Linked DNA regions of Sus scrofa: region 1 is linked to region 2. A link is a contact called in public Hi-C data. All regions are on one chromosome and are shown on one strand. The core of a region is the stretch at or near the end of the contact, and the rest is flanking DNA. Distances in the headings are between cores, read along the strand shown. Region 1 overlaps CEP192 (centrosomal protein of 192 kDa). Region 2 overlaps CEP192 (centrosomal protein of 192 kDa).

Region 1 (5,980 bases), core at 591-3,090, 81 kb before region 2:
GCTGCCTGTACTGCATATTTTCTTTTGTAAAGAGCTTTGACCTCTTGATCTGTGTTCTTATTGTGCCAATAACCGTGTGCGTTAGATCTGTGATGCATTTTCCCTTCTCCATTTGTATTATGTCCTTTAACAGAAAGCACAGCTGAGTACCAGCTAACTGGAGTAACTTTGCTGTTTTGCTGCTTGTTGCATGCACACAGGAATGGAAAGCGAGCTCCTTTTCCCCTTCCCCAGCGCCGTTTGACCTCTCCCAAGATACACCAGCAGCCTGCTTACTACTAAACGCAATCCAAAAGGCCTTTAAAAATACAGTGTATATCATTTTTTTTGTACTAGCCAGTTTATTGACACTATTTGAAACTTTTGAAATATAAACGGAGAGGCTTTTTGTTGAGACATTGTCACCAAAACAATTTTTTGAAATGTTTCTGAAACTAACATGGGTTTTAAAATTAAAGGATTGTTACCATCCTCAGTTGTTGGGAGGAGGGAAAAATATCACTTTATTCCATTTGGAGAATATTATTATCTATAGGTGTATGACTTTTATTTTCTAAAACAGTAAGCTAAAATGAATTTTTATAATTTTAATTTGAAGACTGAATAAATATTTTTCATAAAGATTGTTTTGAGTGCTAATTTGTTTACCTTTTGTAGAATTGGTTTATACATGATAATCAGTACAGCTGTTATTTCTTTGTAATATTTAAAAAATATTAGTGAGACTAAGAGGTGTAGTGAAATGAAAGTAACTTGACTGTATAGTTTGTAGCCAAATTAAACATTTGGTATTGCTTCATTTATAATCTGGTGGTAAAATGAAAACACCTTTGTAAGTTCTTGATTCATACTCACTAAAGATATTTCTAATATGTGCTTGTACATTTTTATGGTGTGATTCCGGGGCTTAAGTTTTCCTTCAAGTCGAATTTGGACACATTATTTAAGAAGCAGTTAAAATTTAGCTAAAACTGCATGGACAGTAACCTCCACATTCCATGCCCCAGGATCTTCTTGATTTTGTTGGCTGCTTCATTTAGTTCATGTCTCCTGATGACAAAGCTAGAAATCTTTTTTTGCAAAATTGCTTAAGTATTACGGGTAAGTCATAAAATGGCGGAAGACTAAGAGGACATATTTTTTGAGCCCTTTTACTTATCAAAATTTTGTACTATCCTAAGATTTCTGAAGAAAAACAGTTAAGTATGTTCAAAGATCATGTTTCTTCAAAAGCACGTTGCAATAGCTGGCTATACTCTGTGATCGTCTCTCTGAATTGCTTCTGGGTATCATGTATTGACTAAAAAACGTGCTGCTGCTGCTACTGCTGCTACAGATGAAGCGGTGCTGAAAGAGAAAGCTTACTTGATTTGTAAATTACAGTGCAGGGTCAAATGCGTCTCTGAGAGATTAAGAAATGTTTTAAATTATAAAATTAACGTCTTTTTGTAACATTCATACTGAGAATTTCTTTTTTTTCTTTTTTTTTTTTTTTTAGCATTTTTAGTTTAACAGATTGTATTTCTTTTTTCAAGTTTCTATACTTGCTTAAACAAGCCTGATTTGAGTAAGGGTCTTGATTTTGCTGTTATGTTCTGTTAGTTTTGGCATGAATATACTAAAGCTTTTTTTTCTAGCATGTGTTTTTTCCTCTTTGGTTCTCTTTGTATTTACTCCTTTTCTCTTTTTCTTCTGTTTTTTCTTTTTTTCTCTCTCTGTTGTTTTGGTGTTTTGTTCCTGTCTTCGCTGTTTCAGGTGTTTCTTTCCCCCTCTGGACTCCCCACGGGCTGCATGGAGCCGGCCCAGCTATGCCCAGCTCCCTCCTCCTCCTCCTCTGGTAGAGCACTCTTGCGCTGCTGACACTGCCAGCCTCCAGTATCCTCACCCTCGCAGACCATCTCTCTCTCGGCCTCTTAATCCCTTGCCTGAGAATGAAGGGGTTTAAAACACTGATTTAACACTTAAAGGCCTTATTCAAGTGCTTGTAAATGCTTTCATTCTTGGCTTTTTGTTTTTCTTCATTTTCTTTCAGAAGATTTTTCTAATTTAGGGTCTGTCTTGCATGTACTACAACCAGAACATGGTGTTTGGAACCTAAATGTGTTTGTGCTTCCACATCAAAGGAATAGTTGCCTCGTTGGTTGATAACCTTTGATGAAATATGAGATGTGTACACACAACAGTGACTCTGAGAGTTAACACACAGTAGCTGACTTCAGAACCTTTGGTGAAATACGAGAGGTGTACACATGACGGCCACAGTAGCTGGCTTCAGAATGCCTGTTCTGTACATTTTATTTTGAACTGTCACGGTATTAAGTTTCTTGTGATTTGTCATACTGGTTAATGTGAAAGCATATCATTACAAAGATCATTATAAAGTTCACTTTGCCTTTGAGACATATTAAGAAATGTTCTTAATTTTACAGGCTAATGTTGCAAATGACTAGTTTGTAAAATAAATCATTCCTGTGTATAAAGCAGCAAAACTTAATATGGACTGTTTGGTCTTTTTTTTTTTTTTTTGTTTTAAAGGAGACTGCCTCTTTTACTGCTTGGAATTACTGTTTAAAACTTTTGTAATTATTGTCCAAGTAGATTCTTTAATAAAATATATTTTTAAAGATATGAATCTGTTGCCTTATAAAAATAGAATGTATCCTATTTGATGGTTGGTAATGCTTTTATCTTCTTAAAATATCACGTTGCTAAAACAAACAAAAAATCCAAACAAATTAAGGGCTAATCATGGCATTTATTTAGAAAGGAGAAAGTTATATGTAGACTAACATCTAGAACTGAAAAATGTCCGCTTTCAATCTAATATACATTAGATTGTATTCTAAAATGGTATTTTATTTTTTTGCTTTTTAGGGCCTCATTCACAGCATATGGAGGTTCCCAGGCTAGGGGTCCAATAGAAGCTATAGCTGCTGGCTTACACCACAGCCACCACAACGCCAGATCCGAGCCACATCTATGACCTGTACCACAGCTCATGGCAACGCCAGATCCTTAAGCCACGGAACAAGGCCAGGGATGGAACCCACAACCTCATGGTTCCTAGTCAGATTTGTTTCTGCTGAGCCATCACAGGAACTCCCCTAAAATGATATTTTAAAATCTGAAATCAGAATATACTTGACAATGACTGATAAAATGATTAAAACTGTGGGACTAGTAATATTTCAGTTTTCTCAGGAATTCTCATGGCTAGAGAAAGATGTAATTGGAACAGCATGTCTGTAAGCTAATCACACATAGATATAGTTGTAAATGTATATTATAACTTATAACCCAATTTTCTTTTCTTTTCTTTCTTTTTTTTTTTGTCTTTTTGCCTTTTCGCCTTTTCTAGGGCTGCTCCTGTGGCATATGGAGATTCCCAGGCTAGGGGTCGAATTGGAGCTGTAGCCGCAAGCCTACGCCACAGCCACAGCAACACGGGATCCGAGCCACGTCCGCGACCCACACCACAGCTCGCGGCAACGCCGGATCCTTAACCCACTGAGCAAGGCCAGGGATCAAACCCACAACCTCATGGTTCCTAGTTGGATTTATTAACCACTGCACCACGACGGGAACTCCCTAACCTAATTTTCAAAGACTCTTTCCTATCAGTGTCATAACCCTTGAGCAAAGGATAAATAGCTTCTAAGATACATTTTAAGGAACATGTGAGTTTTGTATGTCTAGTAATTTAAATGTTTTGTATGTAGAGTTATCTTAGCATTCCAATGTAAGAAAAAAGCTCTTTCTAAATAATTTTCAAAGGTCTTCATTCTGTTAAAGAATATGTTTAAGACTAGTGGACTTGTCTAGTTTCATAGTAACAAGGATCTCACTTTAAGCTGGGATCTAGCTCAGGATTAGGATTCCAGGTCTTTGAGATTTCCAATCATAGAGGCACCTGGGATAGGATGGTAGAATGAGTTGACACAGACTCTTCAATTCAGTGAATATTGGGCATCTTGTATAAGATACTGAGTCAAATAATCAGAGATATGTAAAAGGAGGTAGTTTGTATACATTCACTCTGATGGAAGAAGGCATTTACAGAATTTACAAGGGGGTAATGAGGATTCAGCTTCATAGTAAAGGTTGAGCAGTACAGTAGGCATTACATTGATTTATTGGAGCCAGCAGGGTTTGGAAGGGATGTGACATCTCACGGAGAAAGGTAGAGTCCAGGGAGATGGTCCAAACCCAGAACAGGATGGGGTGTGTTCAGGCAGGAGGATGTGAGTATTAGTCTCATGAAAGAATAAGATTCATCTGGGGAGCAAGTGAGATTTACATTGTAGAAGGTGTCTGTGGTTGACATGTTACCACTCAAAACAGTTGGTAAAGGGGAGTTATGGGAGACACCTGCCTTTTCCTCCCTGGATAGGTGTTACTTCTAACTCCCTGGGAGGTACCTGTGGCCATGGGGCTGCTTCAAGCTCTACTTGAATGTGGAGATGGGAATTCACTGGGAGTTCTTCGTCTTCAGCTGGCAAGTGAAGTTGGATATGTTAGTTGAGTACTTCCTTCTATAGGCCAATATTGTAGATGCCTTATGCAACTTAACTGGTTTAATCCTCAACCAAACCTTGAGGACACCTGCAGCTTAAAGCTGCGTGAGGCTGCACAGCATAGGCAGTGAGAACACTGAGATTTGAGCAGATTTAGGCAGTCTGGTGTCAAGAGTCTAGGTTCTTGTCCCACAGATACTTTGGGATCATGGTCGGGTTGCTGGGTGTTTCGGGGAGAGCTCTGGTCACTTGATCTTTATGAAGGATGGTAAGCTGCAACAGGGTGGAGCATGGACACATTCCAGCAGTTCACCACCAGCATGTGGCCATGGTGTAGGTAGAGGGCTGCTCGTTATACAAAAATAGCATCCTTTCAGCTCTAGCGCTAAACATTTGGATTATTTTTCAAGATTCAGAAAATCTTGGCAGTGCTTCTTTGCCTGCCTGCTTGTGTCTCTCACAAGCATCCTATTTTAATAAATCTATTTCTGGCCTATCAAAAATATTTGAGATTTTCTCCACTTAATCTTTGTTCATTGAGTGTGGACAGAGGTAGAAGAGGGGGGTAGTTAAATGTCAAGGCTGGAAGATTTCAAGAAGAGATGTCAAGAGAACTGCGGAGATGTCACTGACTCTGACATTTGTGGAAGTAGTGTTTGGGGCCAAGCCAGCCAGAAAACATGGAATGAGTGGTGTAAGATGTGAGAGGAGTTGATTAAGGGTAGGAAAGACAGAATGATTTTTGTGAGATGAAACAATTAAGGAAGGGTAGGTGTTTTGCTTCGTTTTTAAGATGGAGAGATGCAGCATTTCCAAAGGCAGAGAGAGAGCAAAACAGTGACGATGGCCTGCAGGAATGGTAATTGGGCAATATTTTGGAGGAGATAGAAAGTCATGTGATTAACATGTCTTTCCCCACCAGGCTAAAATTAGGAATAGGGACTGTTAAAGTCAACTTTTTCCCCCCATTCTCTCCCAAATGTGCAGCGTCAATATTCATAACCGGTTGAATGAAGTTTAGGAGTTTACTTTGGAAAAGAGGGACTGTGTGGAAGAAATTCTGAGATAAAGCGAAGTGGTTTGAGTAAAGCTGAGCAGCAGTAAGGTTTCAGTTAGGGCTTCGTGCTGAGCAGGTGTTGGTGATGAGATTCGTGGCTAAGGAGGACGGGAAAACGTAGGAAGGTAATTAGGGATGGATGGTCTCACCCCTTTCCACCCAGACCAACCTTACTGCGCTGTAACAACGACTCGGTGTAGCGCGGACCCGGGGATGACTTAAAACCGTAGCTGCAACCGTGTAAACGTGCGGCAGATGACCGCACATTTCACGTCCGTTCCTGTAGGGACAGAGTGCCGACACTTCCGAGGTCGGGGTGTGTCAGGTGACTTGTCCACCCGAAATACTGTAGTACACACAAGGTGAGAGACCGCGCCCGGGTGTCCCGGGTAAGGGAGGGCGGTCTTCT
Region 2 (6,070 bases), core at 2,544-5,043:
TGGAGATGGCACCTCCTTGGGAGATGTAGAGGTCATAGCAGTGCTGGCCCACTGTGCCTTATAGGGGTTTGTTAAAGCTCCCAGCCCTGAGAGAGCTGTTCCTGGCTTGTACTCAGGGGCCTGACACCCAGGGAGTTGAAAGAGTTTGCCAGAGGTCACAGAGCTGTTGGCTAGGGCCAGAACCTGAGCTTCCCATCACTGGTACTGAGCCATAGCTTTATTTCTTTTTGTTTTTTTTTTTTAAATGTTTTTATTTATTTATTTTTTGCCATTTCTTGGGCTGCTCCTGTGGCATATGGAGGTTCCCAGGTTAGGGATCTAATTGGAGCTGTAGCCACCAGCCTATGCCAGAGCCACAGCAACATGGGATACGAGCCGCATCTGTGAGCTACACCACAGCTCACAGCATCGCCGGAACCCTGACCCACTGAGTAAGGCCAGGGATCGAACCCACAACCTCATGGTTCCTAGTCGGATTCATTAACCACTGAGGCACTACGGGAACTCCCTGAGCCATAACTTTAGTCACTGGCCCCCAAGCTAAGAAAACATGAGGCAATGCAGAAGTCTATAAATGTCTGTTTCCCTCGTAATGTGATTACCTGAAAATTCATGTATTTCAAACGTTATTTTCTATTTCAGTCTATGATCTTCCTCAGCGGCCCAATGACGTTCAGCTCTTTTATGGAAATATGCGCAAGATTATCCTTTCAGTAATTGGGGAATTTAGAACATCCACTCCTAACAGAGACCACCATTCGCCTGCGTCCCGGGCTAGCTCAGAGCCTTCCAGGTAGGACTCACAGAGCACCTCTCTCCAGCCCTCCAGGTTATTTGATCCATTAGAAAGCTGATCTTTCCCTTGTACTTATTGGTGTTTTTAATCTCAAAATGTGCATCTCACCTTTATTTTTAAGTTGAAATGATGCCAAATTTATAGAAAAGTTTAAAAATGACAGAGAACTGCTGTACACTGCACTGAGATTTCCAGTTGTTAACGTTTTGCCCTATTTACCTTGCTGCTCTTTATGTATATTCACTGTTTTTCTGAGCCGTTTTGGAGTGGGTTGCAGGCAGGATGACCAGTTAGTCCTAGATGCGCTTTTGCTGCTCCCTGTGTAGCCAGGTGAGGGTGCCGATGTGATAGAGGACTGCCGCCCAGGGCCCCAGTGACCTCCTGTGTAACTAAAACAGGAACCAGAAGCTTCCTCTTTGGTCTGGGATCTAATCTGAGATCACACATGCATTTGCTTGGGTTGTCACTGAATCTGTTTCCATACCGAGAGCCCCTCGATGTTTCTTTCACAGCTGAGAAATCACACAGGGTTGGCTCATCAGGTGAGGCCTACAGATGCAAAGATGTTGTCTAGAACCATGCTTCATTAGGAACCTGGGGTGAAGCATGGGAGACCTGGGTGACTCGTGCTCCCCAGGTCCCCTTCACACCGTCAGCATTCCACTCTGGCCTAGATGTAATACGTCCGTAAGGTATGGGTGTCATATGTCACACAAAGGTTACTATTTTAAGCACGGAAAGTCTATTTTATACTTTTTTTTTTTTTTTTTTTGGCCACCCCTGCACCATGTGCAAGTTCCACCATAGTAACAACACCAAATCCTTAACTGCTAGGCCACCAGGGAACTCCTTCCCTGTACTTTTAATGTTTATTTTCTCCCAAGATAATCAAAGATAGTAGTTATATATATATTAAAAGTTATTTTGGAGTTCCCATTGTGGCTCAGTGGTTAATGAATCCTCCTAGGAACCATGAGGTTGCAGGTTTGATCCCTGGCCTCACTCAGTGAGTTAAGGATCCGGCATTGCCATGAGCTGTGGTGTAGGTCGCAGACGCGGCTCAGATCTGGTGTCGCTGTGGCTCTGGCGTAGGCCGGCGACTACAGCTCTGATTAGATCTCTAGCCCGGGAATCTCCATAAGTTGCTGGTGCAGCCCTAAAAAGGCAAAAAAATAAAAACCTTCCTGAACTTTCTTAGCATTTCTTACACTAGTATTTTGCCCAGAAGATTTTGTTGTAACTTTTTTTTGGTGTTAACATTTAGCCCAGTTATCATTATTCACCTGTAGATACGTGAAGGGTTTTGTTGTTTTCATAAATTATTATTATTACAACTATTTTTATTTATTATTTATTTTGGCTGCTCCACAGCATATGGAGTTCCTAGGCCAGGGACCAGATCTGAGACACAGTTGTGACCTATGTGGCAGCTGTAGCAACAGCGGATCCTTTAACCCACTGTGCCAGTCCAGGGATCAAACTTGCATCCTGGTGCTGCAGAGATGCACTGATCTTGTTGTGCCACAGCAGAACCCCCATAAGTTCTTAATATTGGGTAGTTTTCTAGTAAATCTTTTTGTTGTTGTTGTCTTTTTAGGGCCGCATCCACATCATATGAAGGTTCCCTGGCTAGAGGTCAAATAGGAACTGAAGCTGCTGGCCTATGCCACAGCCACAGCGGCACTGGATCTGAGCCACATCTGCTACCTACACCACAGCTTACAGCAACGCCAGATCCTTAACCCACTGAGCAAGGCCAGGGATTGAACCTACGTCCTCATGGATACTAGTCTGGTTTGTTAACCACTGAACCATGATGAGAACTCCTCTAGTAAATCTTTTAAGAGACCTCAGATGGCATGCAAAAGTCAGAGCAGGAAAGTCACTGTGTATTCCAATTAAAAGTCAATATAACCTATACTGTCCTTTATTTTTTTTATATATTACTTTAAGAATACACAAGAAGGATTTTTAGTCAATGAAAAATATACATATATAATGCACTTTTAGTTTTATCTAAGTGTTTTTAGATTTATGAAAAATATAAAAATGTGACACAATCTGCTTTCTCATCATTTTTAATTTCTTTTCTCTCTCCAGTGACCCTGGCAGTTGTGGGAAGCATGGGGGTAACGTTTCTTTGGATGTTTTGCCAGTTAAAGGTCCTCAGGGCTCCCCGCTGCTTTCCCAAGCCATTCACCCACCTCAGGACAGATCGGTCTCGGAAGAAGTGTGGGCTGTGCAGCCTGAACACTTGGTCCTGGTCGCCCCTTCTTGTGAGTGTGTCCCCAGGACCCGGAAGACAGACCAGCTCCATGCCAGTGGGACTGGTGCTCTAGGACCCAGCCTGAGCACTGCCCTCCCCAGGCTCTCACTCTGCCCTCCCCACCCAGAGGGCTTGTCTGGTGCCTGGTCTCTTTTACCCTTAACACTGATGTAGGTGGTCCAGAGCAGCACCAAGTCCAGTGCTTACATTCCTGCCCATGATAAGGCAGATGGTAGCACTTTCCAGATTTCCTTCCTCCTCTTTGTTCAGTGTTGAACTTCGTTCAGTATCTTTGTAGTTTCCAAGAGTAAATGAAGGTCTTGCTTTACCAGGAACTTGAAATTTCTGTAATTGGGCAGTTGGGAAAGCAAAATGCGTTGGTATTGTAGTGTATTTATTTAGGATTTATTTTTACTGTTTGTTAACCTCTCTTTTTCACTAATGCTAAGTGTAAGTAATACTTTATTTATCTGCCATCATAGATGATATGGGGAAAACTGGACGTTTCCAGATCATCAACCATTCTGTTAGGTTACTGAGATTTGAGCTGTACTGGCCGGCGCATTGCCTGACAGTGACGCCACAACATGGGTTTATTGCGCCAGAGTAAGTATGAGCTCCCTTTCCTCCGGTGTCATCACATACTGGCGTGGTGACTTTCTGGGGTCAGATAACAGGCTGTTTTCCTCACTCAGCAGAGTGGTGCAGCGCCAGCTTCCTGCAGAGCAGGCGGGGCCCTGGGAGCTGGGGTGAGCTCCAAACCGCTTGCCAGATGGGCCACACACACAGCCAGCCACACTCTGGACTGAGAAGGTAGCTGGGAAGACATGGGCGCTTCTCAGTCTTCTGTCCTGCCTGCACCTCACTCTGCTGGGTCATCTGAGATGCTTTGCAGATGCTCCCGGACCCCCTGACATGTCTTCTCCAAGGGGTGTTTTAAGTCGAAAGGAAGTCTTCGGACCACATGGCAATGAGTCACTGCCCATGTGCAGCCTGATCCTTGACGGACAGGCCTGAGCTCTTCAGCTTCTTGGGACTACTGCTGGGGTGACCCAGGATATGCTTGTCCAAAAGGGCTTCATATGTGGGAAGAACAGTGTGACCTTTGCTCACTTGTGTGAAACGATGGCGAGTGCACTTCAGAGAGTTGACTTGACCAAGACTGAGTTAAGGTGTGGGTGGGGACGCTCCCAGGAATCCTTCCTAGGACGAAAGCAGTCTGTTGAATGGTTGCTGTTTGCAGAGATGCGAGATGATGGCACAGGCTGTTGTCAGCAGCTGCATAGGAGGTGCTCCTGCTCTGCCTTTTGGGACGTGGGCACCGAGATTGCTCGTGTCCCTGGCCATTCCTCCTCCGTCACAGATGTGGTCACATTGCCCACATTGTCTTGGATGTCCCTTAGCTCTGAAGGGAGCAGTGAGCACAGGAATCTGTGAAAAAGAAACCATCCTTCCCACCTCCCCCATTCTCTCTGGTTGTGATGGTGCTGGCATCCTTTACCATCTCATGGATGGCTCAGAGCTTCTGTGCTGTCAGGCTTCTGTGCCAGAAATGTTTGCTTCGAATTACTGTTTAGATGGTGTTTCTGTGGGGTTGTCCCTTTCCCATGAGCTTTGGCCTTAGGTTCTTGGGTTCGTGCCTCTCAGCTTGTGTCGGCTGCTGGGTCACCATGCGTGGGGTGACCTCTTGTTCTCTGCTCCTTCTGAGCAGTGAGGGAGCGTCTGGTCCCTAACACAGCAGCATGCACACCTCTGGTGGTTACCGCTGCGACAGGGCACAAGGGCCTGGCTCTCAGTGTCATGTTCTTCTTTTAAGGAGTAAGCTGCAGATTCTGGTGAGTCCTAACTCCTCCTTGTCTGCAAAACATGCAATGTTCCCGTGGAGTGGCTTGATCTACATTCACTGTGACAATGGGCAGAAGGTACTTTTTAAAATGTTTTTTAATCAATGTTTCTCTTTTTTTGCAGTTTAAGTGTTGTAATCTTTATTGATAGCACTTATATTTCAGAAATCAAATCGAGGTGTCCTTTCTGCCCAAACATACTTACTTAAAGAGAACACTTGAGCAGGGTTTTCCATGTGGTCTGCATGAATCGGCTGGGTGTCTGGAGTGGATAGTGGGCCTCATGACCATCATTAGCATGAAGAAAGAGGGGCCTGGGGGACAGGGATAAAGTCAGACATATACTCTGATTTGTGAAGGGACTTTATGTTCTCAGTTCATCAGTCTTTCATCTGTTTGGCATTACTTTGCTCTACCATGATTTAAAAATAGGCATTTTGAGAATTTGTCCTGGCTCAGCAGTAATGAACCCAACTAATATCCATGAGGACCTGGGTTCGACCCCTGGCCTTGCTTCTGGTTAAGGATCTGGCATTGATGTGAGCTGTGGTGTAGGTCGCAGACTCAGCTTGGATCCTCTGCTGCTGTGGCTGTGGTGTAGGCCGGCAGCTGTAGCTCTGATTTGACCTCTAGCCTGGGAACTTTATATGCTTCAGGTATGGGCCTTTAAAAAAAAAAAAAAAAGATAAAAATAGGAATTTTTTTTTTTTTAACAACAGTTTCACTTGCCTCTTACCCTTTTGTGTGGCTCATTTCAGAAAATTGTGAAGGTTCAAATTCGAGAAGACTTGACCCAGGAAGAACTTTTCATTCGTTTGACCTCCAGTGCCCCTGGAGTCCTTTCCCTGGGACCTGAGCCCTCAGTTAGCCATCTGGTGAAACCGCTGAGAAAACCGCCTTCCACCAGGGTTGAGATAAGAAACAAGACTATTATTTTTCCCACAACAGAACCTGGTGAAACTTCAGGTATGGGATTGCAGGGTTACCTGATTCAAATGTCTACTTCTGTGTTGGGTAGAAGGCTCTCCACCTAGTTAGCCATGGTTCATGATGGGCGCAGGCGTCATTACTTCAGGTCATGATCAGGTAGTTGCTGGAAATCCTTCCAGTTATGGGCTGGATTGGGGGAAGCTTGAAATAGTAACACATGGATTCTAGGCTTCT

What was found. Hi-C and Micro-C count contacts between places; a contact is called where the count stands out from the background.
Region 1: a Hi-C map of skeletal muscle shows a contact between it and region 2, with 3 times the contacts expected there. The contact joins two enhancer-like sites. A contact is called at or near these places in 2 of 47 Hi-C or Micro-C datasets (liver and skeletal muscle) and 2 of 2 datasets of contacts at active chromatin or transcription factors (alveolar macrophages and skeletal muscle).

The regions. Positions count from the first base shown.
Region 1 is chr6:96,707,346-96,713,325 of Sscrofa11.1, reverse strand. The region is part of intron 8 of CEP192 (centrosomal protein of 192 kDa); the gene reads left to right. Among named protein-coding and RNA genes, the nearest start is that of CEP192, 23 kb to the left of the region's middle. Within about 2 kb of position 1,840, at least 3 of the 83 cell types and tissues checked have an H3K27ac peak or open chromatin away from gene starts, as enhancers often do. A contact at or near this core is called in skeletal muscle, where this site is marked.
Region 2 is chr6:96,628,309-96,634,378 of Sscrofa11.1, reverse strand. CEP192 (centrosomal protein of 192 kDa) reads left to right here. Exons shown (of 54, transcript XM_021096019.1): 43 at 643-793; 44 at 2,897-3,072; 45 at 3,545-3,668; 46 at 4,879-4,984; 47 at 5,665-5,872. Among named protein-coding and RNA genes, the nearest start is that of LDLRAD4, 53 kb to the right of the region's middle. Within about 2 kb of position 3,793, at least 6 of the 83 cell types and tissues checked have an H3K27ac peak or open chromatin away from gene starts, as enhancers often do. A contact at or near this core is called in skeletal muscle, where this site is marked.